2 separate regions of the Acanthopagrus latus genome follow, and region 2 is linked to region 1. The links are chromatin contacts, called in public Hi-C maps. All regions are on one chromosome and are shown on one strand. The core of a region is the stretch at or near the end of the contact, and the rest is flanking DNA. Distances in the headings are between cores, read along the strand shown. Region 1 holds the start of LOC119031782 (putative fibroblast growth factor 1). Region 2 holds the start of yipf5 (protein YIPF5).

What was found. Hi-C and Micro-C count contacts between places; a contact is called where the count stands out from the background.
Region 2: a contact with region 1 is called in a Hi-C map of muscle, with 5 times the contacts expected there. The contact joins the promoter of yipf5 here to the promoter of LOC119031782 in region 1. A contact is called at or near these places in 3 of 4 Hi-C or Micro-C datasets (liver and muscle).

The regions. Positions count from the first base shown.
Region 1 is chr13:1,386,275-1,389,395 of fAcaLat1.1, forward strand. LOC119031782 (putative fibroblast growth factor 1) reads right to left here and starts at 1,356. Exons shown (of 4, transcript XM_037120482.1): 1 at 1,263-1,356.
Region 2 is chr13:1,585,677-1,589,189 of fAcaLat1.1, forward strand. yipf5 (protein YIPF5) reads right to left here and starts at 2,107. Exons shown (of 6, transcript XM_037120206.1): 1 at 1,953-2,107; 2 at 1,108-1,225; 3 at 525-697. The coding sequence starts at 1,217.

The DNA.
Region 1 (3,121 bases), core at 106-2,605:
TTATTCTTAGATTGATCATTTTTATGTCTTTTACAACTAAAAGCTTCGATAACTTGCTCTAAGTATTAAAGGTTAATTCCACCAACTTACACATTTCTTTAAAGGTCTTAGTGGAAAGTGTTGTCTGAAGGAATAAAAAAAGATTCTACTGGATGTGATCATTTGTTCATGTGTTGTAGGAGAGCTGTCTTTCAAAACCTGGTGCCTACAATACCCACAATGCAACTTAGCCACTGAGTGACATCACTGGAGGCAGTTTATCAGATGACGTGCAGCTTCTTCTTCTACTTTTTACTCACATTTTCTACTTAAATTTGTGATTTCTTGGCCTATATTTAGTTTACATTGCGCTGAAATAAACGATTCAAGAAAATTGAATTATGAAGTGTTTGTTAATATGAAAGTGTGTTTCACTACCTGCTGGGCTGCAGTCTGCAGTCTGCTCTCAAGTGATTTACTCTAAAAGAATTTTCCATGTTTACGTTTTATTTTAAACTCTCATAACTCACTTCTGAACTTATTTCAAGCTTTCTCTCCTCCGGTAGAAAGATCCTGCTGCAGGGCCGGAGTCAGTTTATCCTCAGACTCTGTGTTTGTTTCTTGTGTTTGAGCTTTTTTTTTTTCCCTTTTTGCAGTGAAATAAATAATGTCGATTCACGGATGTCATTAAAAGTGATGAAAAACATGCACGAACACACGCGAGCCAGATCACATACATCAGTTCCTACAATAAAACCATGATCAGTATCGACTTGTTGTATGTGAGTCACAGTGATTATCAGTGAGCTACATTCCCAGACGAGCAGTGAGCCTCCTCTCCTCTGATGGAGTGAATCAGTCACCTACCTGTGAGAACGTCAGGTGACAGTGATGAGCCAGCATATCCAGGTGAAACAAGCTCCGTGTAACTTTCTGCGCCAAACTTTCTTTGCTTCTCCACCCGTGAAGTGGAGACTTCAGTGTGCATGTCTGTATTTGTACCTTCTGTCTCTCCCCACCACCTCACCACCCTCCTCACAGCGTCAGAGGACTCATTTTAACAGGCCGACGTCAGGACTAAAATTACCACACTAGAATAGAGAGAGAGACTGAGACAGGGTGACGCAAGTGTCCGGGCCGTGGGATCCAGCCTGGAAATGACAGAGCTGCCCGTCTGACTGAGCTCTGATACATTCTTACAGCGGCGTCCTCCTGGAGACGCAAGACAAACATTTACAAGAGACACAAAGGACGGTGACTTCAGCCCTCAGGATTAATCTTACATGATGGCAGCGCCTCAGACCAGAGGTGGCACAGCGGGGGGGCGGCCGGGGTCACCTGACCGGAGTCACCTGACCCGAGTCACATTTCTGCAGAGTGAAAGAATCCACGAGTCATCAGAAGTAAAAACACACGGTGACAATAATTCACCACACAGACGGCAAATGTTCAGTCACAGAAGCACCTGATTCAGATCAACTGCTTCAGAAGCGTCAGGCTGAGGCAGCTTTCTGTTTTCTAAGTACACTTATTATTAAAGTACTGTACTGTTTATTATATACGTACATGTGAAGTACTTATATTATTCTACCACCACATTTTAGAGGGTAACATGTTCTTTACTTGCTACTTAACGTTAATGATTTGACACCTTAAGTTACTTTACACATAAACATTTCTTCACTCAGATCATAAGAAAGCTTGTTAGAACTCAAAACACCCGATAATATAAACAAGTACAGCAGAGACGATTAATCAGTTAATTAATGAGTCAATTGACAAGAAGACTCATTCAATTGAATTATTTGACAATTATTTTGTGAATTATTAGTAATTGAATCGAAACATTTCACGGGTCAGGGTTCACAAATGTGAAAATTCACGTCTTTTCCTTTTTTACATGATTTGTGAGATCTGGACTGTTGTCAAAGTGTCAGTGGACTCAATCAGTTAATCAAAGTTATACACAGCAGATCAATCCATGATGAAAAAAAACCCATAATAGTAATAATGACCTAATGATTTAAAGGCACACTGTGTAATTCCTGCAGCTTGGCGTCTCTCATCAGTGGAAAAGAGTGAGTAGTGTGGGATCATGGGAGTTCGATGAGGTCATGTTTTAAAGTCTTAGTCACGTTATATTTATTCATGTTCGCTGACTTTCTCAGTCTGACTCACTTTACTGCAGGAATGTTACGTATTATACCTTTACACGGTCACGCTGGAAAACAAAAAGGAGGAGGATGTTTTTTTTCGCTGGCTTGTAATAAACAAAAAGTTGCAATTTAACAGTCTAACAGCATTAATGTAGGAAGACCAAAGAGAATACAAACCTTTAATATGATCACAGAAACAGAAACATGAGGATAATGATTGTAATGGTTTGTAATTCACCAACACCAACAAACATTCCCAAAGCTCTGCCATCTACATCCTGTTAAATTGAACTGAATAATACATATTCCACTATCTTCTGTGGGTGTTGACGTGTCTGAAAACGCTGGAAATATATTTCAAGAATGTAGAAATCTCAGAATCTGTTTCTGCACGTCTGTCTCTCAGTCTCAGGATGATGAGCAGCAGCGGTGAGCAGGCCAGCTGAATTATTCACAGAGGTGAGCTCGACTCCGTCTTCTTCTAATGGACACGTCGAGCTCTTTGCTCTATAATTCATACCGTACAGCACATCTGCATCGGAAAACATCCAGACTCTCTGAGTTTATGATGCTGAGACATGTGGGGAGAAGAGAAGTGGAGAGTCTGACCTACTTTTCTCACCTGTTCAGACTGAGCTCCTGAGATTTGTCTGTGAAAACAGCTGCTGTGCCTCTTGTTACCAGGAGATGGCAGAACAGCTCTGCTTTGTGCCTGCTGAAGTCAAACACGACATAAATCTCACCACAACCAATTCACAAGTGTCAAATTCTGATCACACAATAAAGGATTTCACTTTGCACCTGATGCAAAGACAACGTGCTGTTCTGTAACTTCTGTCAGGGAGAAGTGACACCTCCATCTCTGAGTTCATGAAGCACTAAATGCAGGTCCAGATAATACTCTTTAATTCTTTTATTTACAACATTTCCCCCAAAACAAACATTTTGGCAACAGTGGTGAGAAAAAACTGCCTCTAACAGGCAGA
Region 2 (3,513 bases), core at 857-3,356, 200 kb after region 1:
CAGCTACAAACATTTGACTCTGTGAGTGACTGAAACAGACGACTGCAACTTTAATTTCACGCCTTGAGAACAGATATTAAGTTCAAGTCCTGGAAGTGATTCTGCAGCCTGATTTCCACAGGAACACTATAATTTCACATTCTAGCAATTCAGCCGGAGGTCTTACTACTAATTATTCCAAAAGCTGGTTCACAGAACAACTACTGATTACGTTCATTCACTGATCATTTCTCCACATTAGCTGAGCAGGCAATGGTAATAAATCTGCAGTAATATGAAACTGAAAGAAATCCTCACATTTAAAAGTCACAATAATAACCAACTAACAATTTAAGCACTGCAAACAACAGACAGAGAAAACAGACTTGGTGTGTTGTTGAGTGTGCTACACTGTGCAGGACTAACCAGTTCTCTTGCAATATTCCTACTCTCTTACATTATAAATATTATAAGAGGTAATAGGAGCTCAATACAAGCCAGTGAGGCTGCTAGAAGTCATAACCTCCAGGTTGCAGTTCACCTACCTTCTAGCAGTGGTGGCTCATCATCAAAGGTGCTGCTGTACATGGACTGTGAAGTGGATGGAGTGTAGGTCTGTGTGGGCTGGAAGATCTGTCCTGTGTATGGCTGCTGGGGCGCCATCATCCCCGGGGAAGAGTAAGCCATGGGCTGGGAGTAGTCATACTGACCATATGGCCTGGGAAAAAACACAGTAATAGTGTTTAACAGAACGTGTTAAGATCAAGAAGCATGTTATTACAGTTAGTCACCAGTAATATGTAGTTAAGAAAAGCTTTAAAAGACTGCAAGACCAGTTCCTTTCCTCATCTTATGAAATATGTTTAACTCATTTTAAACAAGCACTCCTGACAGGAGTCCACAGGCTGACATAATCAGGAGAAACCTCCCACACACTGTTCACCTCCACTGCAATAAAAAAAACGCTTCAGCAGACAGACCATCATCAGGTTATACAATTAATCTCTCTTACAATATGTCAAATCAAATAACATGCACTAAAATGTCATGTAGGTTAGTTTCCATCAGCTGAACTGGCACGTAAAGGAATAGAAATGTAGAAAATGAAGGACCGCTTTCTTCACTTACTGTTTGTAGGGGGTTTCAGCATTGTTGTAGCCGTAGCCGGCCTGGTTTTGGTCGTCTACACTGTAGCTGGACTGGTAGAAGTCTGTGTTGAAGTTGTCAAACCCTGACATCTCTCACTCTGTCAGAGACACAGAGAACAAACCAGATCACAACTCGTCAGTCAGGGTGATCACTTCAGTCTACAGTGGCATCAATGTACACATGCATTATTATTACACTTCCAAATGCTGAGTGCTGTTCTACTGAACAGCTATGCTCCGTGAGGACGGTCCGGTTGCTCATCAACAGTTTAAATCACGGTACATCTGGCACATTTCCTGGTACATCTGGTAAACATGTAGCCCGTAGCTAGTTTAGCTAATGTCAATTAGTTACGTGGCAGACGTCGCTGTCACTAGTAAACCACTGAAACACCTACCGCTTTATCTAATAAACAACTGCTAGCTAATGTTTGGACAACAGTAACGTTAACTTACCTCCGTCTGAGTTCAGTACAACCGTTAGCTGCAGCAGCTAGCTAACGTCGCAATAGCCAACTTAAAAACGGACGTCGTTGGTCTAATATGAGTCTGTTAACATTTCGCATCAAATGACTCGAGACAATCACACTAAATGATAAAATCTGTAATATAAATTAACCTGTATAACAAAAGCTTCTGTTCACTGGATAGCTAATGCACCGTTAACTCTGCGGCTAGCTGGTTAGCTGATGCTAGCTCTAACAGTTGTGGAGACGCTCGCTGATCTTGTAAATCATGTCAGCGGCGTCTCTAATATCTTATTCAACTTTTATCCCTTAATCATTATTCTAGGGGTGTAAAAGCATCACAAAAGCTGACACATACCTGTCCTGTTTGACGAATCAAACCACAGCCCTGCCAACTTGGTCGCGGTTGCTACGTGTCAGGAGAAAGATTAAACTTCCGGGTTGGTACGCGGCCGACGGGAAGCCGTTAGGGACACTGACAAACTGCGCTTCGCTGAATAGTTTGGCGCGTTCTACAGACGACTGGTGGCATTACAGGAGGGGCTGGGTTTGATGCCTGAATGTAAAAATAGTAGCATGATTTGTATGCGCCGTGGTTCAGTTCCATGGTTGAAATAATTGCAGTGCTGACCGTTGCAGGCTTGTGCTTGAGACGAGTCCTCATGCAGTCCTTTCCCCTGATTCTGAATGCTGATCTTTATGCAGAGAGTGAGTGTGGAGATGTTATGGAAGGAGGAATATTGTATTTCTAAAGGTCAAAACACTTGAAGTGCTTGGACGTTCTTGTGTTATGGATTAACCTCATGAAAAAAGCATTAGCCTTCAGTACAGACCATGGACACTGTGCAAATATCACAGGACGAGGCTATTAAGTGACTTTAAAGTGATGCATACACAATGGGATTAAAGTACCAATGAAGCACTTAAAGGTCATATGCTACTGTGTAAAGACACATCATAAGACCTATTAGAAACTTAAAATTTTCCTTATAATTATGATACAAATACAAGACACAAATAGAAATGGTTCAACATCTCAAACTCCTTCCTGTTTTGCTCATCACAGGTCGGTATGAGACCGTGTTTGAGTGTGAAAATCGGCATCTAATTGTAACAAATAGAGACAGAGAGCGGACAGTGATTTAACAGGACAAGCGCTGAGCTTGAACAAAGGTAGTCTCTTTCATTAGGAGGCAGAAGAGCAGATCAATCACTCTGCCCGTGCCGGAGAAATGCACCGAAACCAAATACTGCGGGAGGATCCATCCTCTCTGATGATGATAGATACTGTGGAGTAATAGGCTGATGACCTCTGCTGAGAGGAAATCTGGAGGCAGGGAGAGCATCACAGATGTGAGTCTGACCTGTAATGAATGGAAGAGAGAAAATGTGAAGAGTCAGAGGAAAAAAACAAAACACTGTTGGTTTGTCCTAATATTGAATGTTTTGAGAGTCAGGGGAGCAGAAAAGGAAGAGCCAGCGGGGACAACAAAACAGATAAACGTTCAACAGAGATAAACAAAGAATGATCCAATTGACTTTTTATGAAAACTAGAAAATTCACACCTCAGTCACATCTGTAGAAACTATTATCTTGGCATCTAACCGAGAGTTTGTTGAAAATATTTCTGCCTCAGTGCTGGAACAAAAACACCTCCGGCACCCGTAACGATAAAGTGTTTGTGTTTTAGCCGTAGATTAACTGGTGTCGTGTGAAAAGGAACTGAATTACACAGACTTGGCTCTGCTCCCAGCAGCCTGCAGTTACACAATCTTTAGAGGATGAAAAATGGGGAAAATAATACAGTGGGAAAATGGCATGGAGCAAAGCGTTGTCATTATTCAGAGGAGACATATTCAGCCTCCTCCTTCTTTGACAGAGAAACTGATTGAGTTATGGGTCTCAGGGAAAAAGTACA